Regions from separate parts of the Sus scrofa genome. Here all the other regions are linked to region 2. A link is a contact called in public Hi-C data. All regions are on one chromosome and are shown on one strand. The core of a region is the stretch at or near the end of the contact, and the rest is flanking DNA. Distances in the headings are between cores, read along the strand shown.

Region 1 (2,751 bases), core at 188-2,687, 180 kb before region 2:
CAGAAGAGGCTAAAATCCTAGTCCTAGGATAAAAGGAAATCATTTCAAAATGCCTAAAAAAGATGCACTAAGATACAACATAAATTAGGAATACAGGAATAAAACAAAAAACAGCTTAAAAAATGAACATTCAAGGAACTAACTTTTCATGTCTTTCAGCACTTTATATGAAGTACTTGTTTAAAAATAATTTAAAAACACAAATGAAGTGACAACTAATTTGAAAACATAGGAAAAAACGTTTAAAGCAGTATATTGTCATTACTACTCGCCGTCATATAAGGAATTGAAGGTAACTCAAAACAGAAAAGAAGGTAGTTAACGCTCAGAAAATTATTTAAGCACTTTTTGATAAAGAATACTCAATGGAACTAGGACACAAAGGGAAGCAAAAGAAACGTTTTTATTCCCCACGAGATCCTGCCTTATTCGTCTCTTGATCTCCAGTGCCTAGCACAGAGTTAGCGGAGTGGGACAGAGAGCTCGTTGAGTAAACAGGAAAAGAAAAGAGAACAAACTCAAGCGAGGAGAAAAAGGAAAGCTCTCAATGTGAAGGACGGGCACCAAAATCACCAGTTAAGTCCCAGAGATACATATTCTAAAATATGTATACAACTCAAATAAGTGTTCTACATTTTCTTTAATGGGAGAAACTAGTTTGCAGGCGAGATCGAATTAGTCCCAACTCCGAGTGAAACGTCTGGAGGAGGTAAGATATCATACCCTCATATACCCCTTGGATTCTCGAAAAATACTCTCAACTCCTGAAAAGGGGGGGAAAAAAAAAAAAAAAAAAAAAAGTCCCGTATCAGGAGAGACCTTCCCTATTACTTTGCACAAAGAAAGCGCCTAATACCTAGAAGTTACTCCCCAATCTCAACACCTTTAGCCGACTCAGAAGACCGCTGTCCCCCTAGAATCCTCTCTCCAAGATTCCAACTTCGGGGCCCGCAGCCGGTCGGCGGGCTCTCCCCGCTCTGCCTCGGTCCTCTTCGGGCCGAGTCCGGCAAAGGAACGTCTCCGGGGCCTCCCCCTTTTCCCGCCGGGTGCGAGGCCAAGTTCTGCCAAGTAACCACTCCGCCCCCAGCCCTGTATCCTAGGTCCCTGCCCCACCTGACTGGTCGCCGCTGTAATATTCCGAGTCCATTTCAGGCGGCTCTCGGCGGGGAGTGTCTGCGCCCCGCGCCGCCCCCGTCACCTCCTTCCCGGCGCTGTGACCACCGATGGCGCGGCCCGGTGCTCAGAGGCTCCCGCCCGACCAAAGGGTTTGGAGAGTGCGGAGAATAAGGCAACAGGCAGCGGTAGAACCCTTTGATCTAGAAATCCCAGCAGCAGAGGCCCAACCCGGCGGGCGGGCAAAGCGTGTGGGTCAGCGCTCTACTTCCCAGAAGCACCTCTAGGGCCAAAATGGCGTCTGCCCACGACCCTCAAAAGAATGCAGTGCGCAAGCGCCGTCATCTGTCACCCGGCCAATGAGAAGACGCGACGGTAATAACGCACGGCACGGCCGGAAAGGAGACTAGTGGGAAAATAGAGCGGGAGTCGAAACTGCAGTTTAAAACCTCCCTTTGGAGGAACCTATCTCTGGTTCCCATGGAGATGATAATATTACCTTATTGGCTCTCCGTCTGCGCCTTGTTTGAGGATCTTCCGAAAAATGAAGACCCGCTAAAATTAAAATTTCCATGCTACGGTAATTAACTATCGTTCCCGTCATGCAGCGAGGCTCTTGATTCCCGCCTTTAGTACGGGGAAGCAGTGTCGCATTGCTCTCTGGGACTTGTGGTTCCAAGCCTAACGCGCTATGATGCTTTACTAAGTGGCATGATCAAAAGAGTCTCTTTTCAAGGCATTTTTCTTCCTTTCTAAAAAAACGACTGAATTTCCATATTAAGAAGCCTTTTGGTCAATGATAGGAAGTACAGGGTTTTGCATCCAGAAGGGCCCCTGGATGAAATCTTGGAGAAGAATAACATTTTTGAACCTTACTTGAGCCTTGTAAGTGCTTTCCTTGAGCCCTGTATACTCCTGGGAAACAGCAGTGGTTAAGATACTTACAGACCTGTTCAACTCACTGTAGAGTAGTACCATTCTTCTCCTTGTCTCTTAAGTAAAACTCACTCTCTGCTCTTTTTCATGAGTTCCATAAGACTTACAGAAGACCCACTTGCTTACCTGTGACAAGGTCAAAGACCTTTCCCCTTCTTCCTGAACCTGCTCATAAGGGCAGGTTCAGACCCCTTCAATTTCCTGTTCACATCTTTGCTCTTCTAAAACTAGCTAGATACAGAGATAAGCATATTCTGTTTACTTGACTGATATTTCCTGACTGCAAGTCAATCCATAATTTTTTCTACCTTCCTCCCTATGAAAGCATAAAACTATCCTGCGTAGACAAACTGATCTTCATATCTGGAGTGCTCTTCATTTGCAATACTCGGAATGAAGTCTATTTCCTTGCTTGATTGTTTTTGTCTTAAAGAGGACGACGTTATTGCCTTTTAATTGGAGGAGGGCCAGGGGAAGTATAAGCAAATATTTATTTCCTAGGAGGTATAGCCTTGCAGAAATAGGGCCTTTTGTTAGTTGACAAAGCATATATCTTGGACTGGGTTTCTGGGCATGCCTAGCCTATTATAAGGTCTCAGGTGGTGCCCTGAAAGGTCCACCTCATACGGTGGAGTTGAGATATGTGAATTCTCTGGTGCTGGCTATGCTATGAATTCTCAGAATGCCATTAGTCAAGCTACA
Region 2 (2,990 bases), core at 195-2,694:
AGAAGTGAGAAAATGAAAGAACAAAGGAAAGCAGTCAAGCAAGACAAAATAATAATAATTTATCCATAAAACAAAGTCAAGGACCATTAGTTCCTCCTCAAGGGCTATACACAATACCCTGAGCCATATCTTTGAGTGGTTTTGTGGGTAATAAAACCTCCATCAGCTGGAAAAAGTTAACTGCATGTTCACTACCAGCATGTAGACCCCAGACTGGTTGGAATCAGAAGGCTGATGACTGAGATTCCTAAAACATCACCCTGTTACCTCACCAACAACCATTCAGAGAAATGTGCATGAGCACAATCATGCAGCCAGTAACCCTCCCCTCACACTACCTTTAAAAATCCTTCCCTAAAAGCCTATACGGGGAGTTCCCATTGTGGCTCAGAGGGTTAAGAACCCAACTAGTACCCATGAGGATGCGGGTTCATAGGCTGACAGCTGCAGCTCCAACTCGACCCCTAGCCTGGAAACTTCCATGTGCTGCAGGTGCAGCCCTAGGAAAAAAGAAAAAAAAAATGAAACTGAATTGTACTGTTTCTTTTTTTTTTTTCTTGCTTTTGCTCTTTAGGGCTGTACCCTCCGCATATCCAAGATCCCAGGCTACGTGTCTATTCAGAGCTACAGATTCCGGCCTGCAACAGCACCACAGGATCCGAGCTGCATCTTCGTCCTACACCACAGCTCACAGCAACCAACCCACTGGGCAAGGTCAGGAACTGAACCTGCATCCTCACGGATACAGTTGGATTCATTTCCGCTGAGCCATGACAAGAACTCCTGATTTGTACTGTTCCTGCAAGAAAGAAAAGAAAAGAGCAAAAGCAAAGAAAAAGCAAAGCCTCTTGGGTCAGGTCATCTGAGACACAGTGCTTGGTGCCCTGCAAAACACACTGCTCTTTCCTCCACCACAACACAGTGTCAGAGTGGCTTTGCTCATTGGACAAGTGGACCAGGTTTTGGTTCAGGAAAACAGACAATGTTATGGGAATTTAATGGGGAAAATTGGTTATACAGATAACAGACTGAAAATCCAGAGATAACAACAGCAGAAAGCCATTAATACCTACCTCTTCATATTGCACAAAGGAGTGTTGTTATCGGCTGGGGTCACCCAGGGGAAGCCAGTACCAGGTGGTAAGGCGCTAGTACAGCCAGACTCTGTAGACTGAGTTTCCCTTACCATTGGCTTTAGAGGCAGCCATCTCAGACCAGATGAGAGCAAGATCAGAATGACCTGACATGTCAGGAAACTGGGACCCAGAAATGTCAGGAACACAGAACGGTGGACAAGAAATACATGACATGCCGCTTGAAAGACTCAAAAATATTGCCAAGCCTCTGCTAAAATGCGAGAAAAGCAAATTGGTGGGGGTGGCCAGTTAACTCTTCAACTCTGTAGCTTTTCCAAAGAAATTACCTAAAGTCCTGCAGTGAGGTTTTTAAAAAGTTAAATTTATTAAGATAGAGGTTAGCGTAATTATAAGAAACACGTAAGTCTGGAGTAGCCTCCCCATTTCCCCCAAAGGCAACATCTTGGAAAAACTACTGCACATCTCAACAGGATACAGATATCCATTAGGTCAAGATACATTAAGTATCCCTCAAGTTCTTTCATAGCCGCACAGACTCACCCCCCCCCCCAACTTTTAATGCTTCCACGATTTATCCAGGACTTAAGGGCGCCTACACCGTACCAAAGACTGCCGAGTGCCGGCACAAGTGGAACCTCCAGAACTAGCTTCACAGTAGTCTGCTAAGACAGTAGATCCTCAGGCTCCGCCCCTTCCGTCATGGCCGACCAACAGCCGCTGGAGGGCCGAACCGTTTCCAACAGCAACTGAATAGAACCGGAAGCGGGCGGCAGTCCACCCCTCCCAGGAGCCGCTGTCCAAGATGGCGGACCTCCACCGCCAACTACAAGAGTATCTGGCGCAGGGGAAAGCGGGTGGGCAGGCGGCTGCTGAGCCACTGCTAGCCACGGAAGAGAAGGAGGAGCCCGAGGCGGGGGCCGGAGCGACGGGGGCGTGGTTGGGCCGCGCAGGCCTGCGTTGGACTTGGGCGCAGAGCCCTGCGGAGCCGGCGGCGGCGGCAGCAGGACCGACGTGCTTGCCAAGCCTGACGCGCACTCAGCGGCTGGTGGCGAGCGGGGTGTGCCTGCTAATGGCCGCGCTCTGCTTCGGCCTTGCTGCACTCTACGCGCCCGTGTTGCTGCTGCGCGCCCGCAAGTTCGCGCTGCTCTGGTCCCTGGGCTCGGTGCTGGCCCTAGCGGGCGGCATGATCCTGCGGGGCGGCGCTGCTTGCGAACGTTTGCTGCGCGGCGAGGAGGTGCCGTCGCGGCCGGCGCTGCTCTACGTGGCCGCGCTGGGAACTACGCTGTACGCGGCACTGGGTCTGCGCAGTACGTTGCTCACGGGGCTGGGCGCCTGCGCGCAGGTGGCCGCGCTGCTGGCTGGGCTCTGCGGACTGCTGCCCCGGGGCACAGGCACGGCGCTGCGCCTCACTCTTGGGCGCCTGGGCCCGGGCGCCGCCCTCGCCAAGGCGCTACCTGTGTGAGAGGCCTAGGGCCCGCGCCATCGGAAAGGACGCATCGTCTGCTCCGGGACTCGCTGTCGGGAGATCACGCCAAGCCAGCCACCGGGGCCCAGCGCCTGCCGAGCCGAGGACTGCAACCTCCGGTTCCCAGACCGCGCGGAGCAAATGCTCCTTGCCAGAGAATCTGTAAACGCTGAGCGGCTGTTAAAAACTGAGACTTGAGCAGTTTCGGAAGATCCTCGATTTCAGCGTTTTGTGCTATACTCGATAGCACGTGCTGTGAAAACCAGATTTTGTTCTTAAATTGGCGATACGCTGTGAAATATTTAATGAGAAATTGCTTTTATGTTAACCGTGGTCTTATATTACACGCAGTAAAAATTGCTCTTCAGTTTTAATTAGTACTGCCCTTAGTACTTTTCTTAGACTTCTTATTCGTTTTATCGTTTAAA
Region 3 (2,998 bases), core at 448-2,947, 160 kb after region 2:
TATAAGTAGCTCCAGTTGTGGCTCAGCAGTAATGAACCCAGCTAGCATCCATGAGGAATCGGGCTCGATCCTCAGCCTTGCTCAGTGGGTTAAGGATCCAGTGTTGCCGAGAGCTGTGTGTGGTGTAGGTCACAGACGAGGCTCGGATCTTGTGTTGCAGGCCAGCAGCTGCAGCTCGGATTTGACCCCTAGCCTGGGAACTTCCATATGTGGCCCTAAAAATCAACAAAATAAAGTAAAATAAAATAAAATAGCTGCCTATGAAAACTAAAGGCTGCCAAAATAATTCACTATTTATTCCAGCCACCTCCTGGAGATAGAGCCCCCATCCCCAGCCCAGAGCAGAAGTGGGAGGGTAGGAACCTGATTTTTTGGTGTTCCCGTCGTGGCACAGTGGAAATGAATCCGACTAGGAACCATGAGGTGGCGGGTTCAACCTCTGGCCTTGCTCAGTGGGTTAAGGATTTGGCATTGCTGTGAGCTGTGGTGTAGGTCACAGACACGGCTCGGATCTCATGTTGCTATGGCCATGGTATAAGCCAGCAGCTGCAGCTCCGATTAGACCTCTAGTCTGGGAACCTCCATATGCTGCAGGTGCGGCCCTAAAAAAAAAAAAAAAAAAAAAAAAAAAAATTATTATAGTTGATTTACAGTGTTCTGTCAATTTTTGCTGTACAGCAAAGTGACCCAGTTATACATTTATACACCTTCTTTTTTTCACGTTATCTTCCATCATGTGTCATCACAAGGGATTATACACAGATCCCTGTGCTATACAGCAGACTCTCAGGAGCCTAATTTTCCTAAGTGACAGTTAACAAATCCAAATGGGTTTCAAACTGACCAACTCTTCTCTTCCCATTTTTCTTTTAATAATGATTTTTATTTTTTCCATTAGAGTTGGTTTACAGTGTTCTGTCAATTTTTTACTATACAGCAGAATGACCCAGTCACACATGCACATATATATTTTTTCTCACATTATCCTCCACCATGCTCCATCACAAGTGACTAGATATAGTTCCCATTTCTACACAGCAGAATCTCACCGCTTATTCACTCCAAATGCTATACTTTGTTCTTCCCATTTTTCGTAGTTTTTCACTTCCCTGACCCTAGTAAGCCCCGCTCACCTCTCCCTATTCCCTCATTCTCTCTTTAAAACGTTCAGTCACCTCTCTACAAATCCAAGTTGGGACTAGTCTACGCTTGACTCTTTTCTCTACTGCAATGGTATATTACTGATTAAAATCGGTCCTGACCCCTTTAGTGCCGGTTTTATCTTTGACACATCCCTCCAGAACTTCGCAGAGTTTATCAGATAAAACGAATTACTTAAACAGGAGTAAGAGGCCGCCCAGAGCCAGTGCGGAGTTGGGCGCCGAAGGCTCCAGAGCGGTAGGTGTGCAATCAAGCTGGCCTGCTCTCACCGTACCGCTCCCCGCTGGCCTGCATCCCCCTCCTCCCGGCCCTTCGCCGCGCCCGCCAGCCCCAGCTAGGCCTACGCCAACCACACCGGACAACCGGGATAGTCGGGAAGCCCCAGGCCGCACCTTTGGGAAAAATGAGTTGTGAGGCATCCTCCTCTACATCACCAGCCCGCGGATCGCTGCCACCAGCCGCCATTGACCTGCCACGAACCTCCACTCGCACCGCCGGAAACGGAAGCGCCGATCCACGAAACACAGCACGGAAGGGGCGTGGTTTCGGAGACAGGGCGGAGTCCGAATAGGGTTGAGCAGGCCCCCACATGTGGGCGGACCCTCTGGGCTGGGCGGAACCTCTGGGCTGGGCGGGACCTGGATGGGGCGGGCGAAGCTGGGAGGCGGCAGAGAGGAGTGAAGCGACCTTAGGCTGCTCCCAAGGAAGTGGAAAGGAGCCCGAGACCGGGATTGCGGGGCTCACTCATCGCCGAGGGGCCGTCCTGCACTGGCCTCGCGGGAGAAGCCATCCTCGCCTCTTCCCCCGTACGCCCTTCGCCGCGCGGCGTGGCGACCGGTCGCTATACCTCTCTGAGGCTCAGTTAACTCACCTGTGGGGTGTGGATGAGAATACCTGCCTCCCAGGGCAGAGGGAAGGATTAGATGAGATGCAGGAACGCGCGGTTCCGAGCAGCTGGAACGAGAGGAACTCTCCTTGATGGGAAGCTGGGTAGGTGACTGAAAACGTATGATTTCCTTTATAGCCTTAAGCATTTAAAATTTTTTATTTGTAGTGGATTTTTCTAATACTTCTGAGCACGTGGATAGTGATATCGAGAGGCCTGATGGAATATTTGGGTGATACTTAGAAAACTAAGCAAATGAAAAATGATTTTGTTTCCAATGTGAGAGAAAACAGATGGTTGTACAGTGAAAGGAATAATCATAGTGCACTACTTGGCTCAGCAATGAACAGTGCTTAAGTATCATGTAAACTCTGCTAACAAAAAAAGGCATTACCAGACAAGACTAATTTTTACAAAATTAATTTGCCTTTTTTTAAATTTAATTTTTATTTATTTATTATTATTATTATTATTTTGTCTTTTTGCCATTTCTTGGGCCGCTCCTGCGGCATATGGAGGTTCCCAGGCAAGGGGTCTAATCGGAGCTATAGCCACCAGCCTACGCCAGAGCCACAGCAACGTGGGATCCAAGCCGCCTCTGCAACCTACACCACAGCTCACGGCAATGCCGGATCGTTAACCCACTGAGCAAGGCCAGGGATCGAACCCGAAACCTCATGGTTCCTAGTTGGATTCGTTAACCACTGCGCCACGACGGGAACTCCTAATTTGCCTTCTATCTGTATTTCCAAAAGAGATGTATTGGGTAAATCAATGGTAGTTTATATAGTATTGGCAGAGCTTTTTACTGCTTCAAAGTGCTTTCCTACACAATCCAACAGAGCTGTGGATTGATGTTCTGATGAAGAGGCTGGGGACAGGTAGCTGCTGGGTATGGGAGGTAGTTCTGAAGCTCAGTGTAGGCCTCTTTCTCCCATTTAGCCACCCAGC
Region 4 (3,038 bases), core at 74-2,573, 190 kb after region 2:
GCCAGGCGGCGCCGGAGACCACCAAACTTTACACGACCCGCCACTGTTTCCTGGAGGGAGTGCAGAAAGGAGCTGGAGCCTCGCCTGGCCTCGCCTCGCGGCCCGGGGCAGGGGCATCCACTCACCCCCTCCCCAGCACGCCTTCCGACCCACTAGCTCCCCGCCCGCACACGCGGCCCGCAGGCCCCGCCCTGCCGCCTCCTTTCACCGCCCCCAGAGCCCCTCCCCCATGCTGCCCCGGGACCCGAACCCCGAACCCCGGGGACCCACTCGCCGGCCCCTCCGGTCGCCTCGGGGTGAGGAGGCCCGACACGCACGGCGGCAGCCCCTGGGAGGACGGCCTGGCGGGGACGGGGGAGGAGGGCGCGGCGCGGACCGACTTTCCCACCTTTTCTCCTGGCCCAGGCGCAGCCGGGGCAGACGGGACCTCTCGCGCTCTGCCTCCTCCTCCTGCTTCATGGAGCCATGCGCCTGGGTGGGGGCTCGCGAGAGAAGCGGGCCGCAGACGGGCCGGACGCGCGGCGCGGACGGGGCGGGGCGAAGAAGGCCGGCGGGGGCGGGCGGAGGAGGAAGCGGCGGGGCGGCGGTGGCGGCAGGGAAGAACTGCTAGAGGTATTCCCCGGGCAGCTGGAGGACTGAGCCGAGCCGGGACCCGAGTCTTCCGGTATCCCAGCAGCCACCGGAGGCAGTGAGGTAATGGAGGAAGAATGTAGGTAGTCCTCCAGTGGACCACACGCCCTCTAGCTAGTCGCCAAAACCATAGAGATCGGAGAGCCTCTGGAGCACCACCCCGCTGCTGTCACGTGGCCTAGCTTCGCGCACATTATTGGCTGGAGTCGACTCCACGGGTTGAATTAGGAGGCTGCTTTCCACTCTTGGGGTAGAAGCCTAGGCGGTTGAAATAAAGACGGGTGGGAGGTGAGGGGCAGGAGGAGGCCGGTGGGTCGGACCCCTCGGGTCGCTGAGCCTGCGGAGCGAAGCTCCCGGCTGTGAGGCCGGTCGGCGCAGTGCAGGCCGGGCTGCCTTGGCTTCTGCGAGCGAGCGCAGAGCGCGTCGGGAATTGTAGTGCGGCCCGGGCCGGCGGCATTGTCCGTGACGCGGCCCAGGTACCGGCTTGGGATGCAGCCGGGATGCCCAGCCTCGCCGCTCCGCCCTTTCCCGCCCAACACTCAGCCGCCCACGGCTTTCCCGGAGCAGTTAGGCTCGCGTCGCTTCACCCCACCTAGTCGAAGCCTTCGAAGGCAGCCAGGAAGGGGTAGCTCGGAGCAGCCTTATATTCAGCAGACCCATCGGATCCGGCCAGGCTTTTGAGAAGGAGTTCCAGGCTCAGTGCCAGCCTCCTCGTGTACTGGAAAGGACAGACCACCCTAGGTGGTGTCAGGAGCCCAAATCTCGGTCTTGACCCCCACCCCCACCCCAGTCCCCAGCCCAGAAACGACTCAAGTGGCCACTATCTACAGTGCAGGGTTAATTCATTTGGTCGACTAGGCAGATACCTCAGCACTGGCAGGGCAAGGGCCTCAAAGAGAGCAATACAAGAAACATTAAAAAAAATTAATAGAAAATTATTCTCGTTTCAAATATTTGGTGTTTAATTTGACAACTTAACGTTTTTATTATAGTGACAGATGGAGTTGCACTAAAAGTCTCATTTCTGCCCTGCTCCCTCACCCTAACCACTACAAACTGTTTAGGCCCTGCAGCAAAGGCATGCCCTGTTTTAAAGCATTGCCAGTCTAGTTGAGAACACAGACTCAAGCCCACAGATCGACAGTTCTGTGTTTTGCTATTCTGTTTACGCAGAAAGGAATCCTTAACATGTTTGTCCTCCAAGAGCAAAGAAAAGTCTCTAGTAAAAAATGCAAATCATATCTAACAGTGAAGCTTTCCAGCAAAAACCTTCTGCTCTAGAATGCATAATGTACTAAAGCATAGTAAGATCTGCTACTACAGACTTATAGCAAAATTACCTGTAGGCAGCAAAAAAGGGAGGAAACAGTGATTGGTGCCCCTTGGACCTGGAACTCTGAGAACCTGGCAGAGCAAAACAGTGGAAGGAAGAGACATGGCTGTAGAATAAGAAGGTGACTTTTTTCTTTCTTTTTTTGGGCCGCACCTGTGGCATATGGGAGTTCCTAGGCTAGAGGTCAAATGGGAGCTACACTTGCCGGCCTATACCACAGCCGCAGCAACAACAACGCAAGATTTGAGGCACATCTGTGACCTTTGCTGCAGCTCACAGCAATGCCGGATCCTTAACCCACTGAGCGAGGCCAGGGATTAAACTCTCATACTCATGGATACTAGTCGGGTTCGTTACTGCTGAGCTACAACGGGATCTACAAGAGGTCAGTTTTTTTTTTTTTTTTTTCCACAAAAGCCATTTAGAGCAGTCTTCATAATTCCTGTCAAGGTCTGGAGGTGCTTATCTGCTGTTGAGTTCCACTTTTCCCAGTTTCTAACCTCTGTAGGCCTGAAAAACTACAAATTAGATGATCATATGGCCTGGAGCCAGAAATGCTAGAGGCAGCAAGCCAGAGGTCATTCCTTTGTTGGTTTCTGAATAAGTGGATCATATCCTGACTTAAAATAATCAGAATAAATTTCATATAGTGAAAGTCTTTCCAGCTGAAAGTCTTGAAATCTGGAAAAGGGCCTTAGTCTATTGCTCCCAGGGTGGTGCTATGTTGTCATTGAACAGCTCACAGATAAGGGAGTTATTGCTCCCTGGTTATCAAGCTGCCAGAAGGTAAATGATGGAACTAAGTTGGACTTGAAACACTCCCAAATTAAAACAAAAACAAACCTTGCTTTGAGCTGTCAAAAGGCATTTTACCAAGAAGTAGGACCTGCTGTTGTTTACTGACACTGAAAGGCAGGACTTTTTAAAAAGTCACTTTGGGGTCACTTCACATCAGAAAGCAATAGTATGCACTGATGCAAAAATAGCAGAGTGAGGAGTTCCTGTCGTGGCTCAGTGGTTAATGAATCCGACCAGGAACCATGAGGTTGCATGTTCCATCCCTTGCCTCGCTCAG

Evidence for each region. A called contact is a pair of places that touch in the nucleus more often than the background predicts.
Region 1: a contact with region 2 is called in a Hi-C map of liver, with 6 times the contacts expected there. The contact joins the promoter of IWS1 here to the promoter of SFT2D3 in region 2. A contact is called at or near these places in 3 of 5 promoter capture datasets (fetal liver and liver), 24 of 47 Hi-C or Micro-C datasets (adipocytes, adipose tissue, alveolar macrophages and 14 more) and 2 of 2 datasets of contacts at active chromatin or transcription factors (alveolar macrophages and skeletal muscle).
Region 3: a Hi-C map of liver shows a contact between it and region 2, with 4 times the contacts expected there. The contact joins the promoter of POLR2D here to the promoter of SFT2D3 in region 2. A contact is called at or near these places in 2 of 5 promoter capture datasets (fetal liver and liver) and 5 of 47 Hi-C or Micro-C datasets (heart right ventricle, liver and skeletal muscle).
Region 4: a contact with region 2 is called in a Hi-C map of skeletal muscle, with 5 times the contacts expected there. The contact joins the promoter of AMMECR1L here to the promoter of SFT2D3 in region 2. A contact is called at or near these places in 1 of 5 promoter capture datasets (liver), 4 of 47 Hi-C or Micro-C datasets (heart right ventricle, liver and skeletal muscle) and 1 of 2 datasets of contacts at active chromatin or transcription factors (alveolar macrophages).

Annotation. Positions count from the first base shown.
Region 1 is chr15:59,821,475-59,824,225 of Sscrofa11.1, reverse strand. It overlaps IWS1 (protein IWS1 homolog), which reads right to left and starts at 1,437. Exons shown (of 14, transcript XM_021076423.1): 1 at 1,114-1,437. The coding sequence starts at 1,147.
Region 2 is chr15:59,641,870-59,644,859 of Sscrofa11.1, reverse strand. It overlaps SFT2D3 (vesicle transport protein SFT2C), which reads left to right and starts at 1,444. Exons shown (of 1, transcript XM_005671832.3): 1 at 1,444-2,990. The coding sequence starts at 1,900. The coding sequence ends at 2,559.
Region 3 is chr15:59,478,330-59,481,327 of Sscrofa11.1, reverse strand. POLR2D (DNA-directed RNA polymerase II subunit RPB4) reads right to left here and starts at 1,697. Exons shown (of 4, transcript XM_021076493.1): 1 at 1,554-1,697. The coding sequence starts at 1,626.
Region 4 is chr15:59,451,355-59,454,392 of Sscrofa11.1, reverse strand. AMMECR1L (AMMECR1-like protein) reads right to left here and starts at 1,323. Exons shown (of 9, transcript XR_002339479.1): 1 at 389-1,323.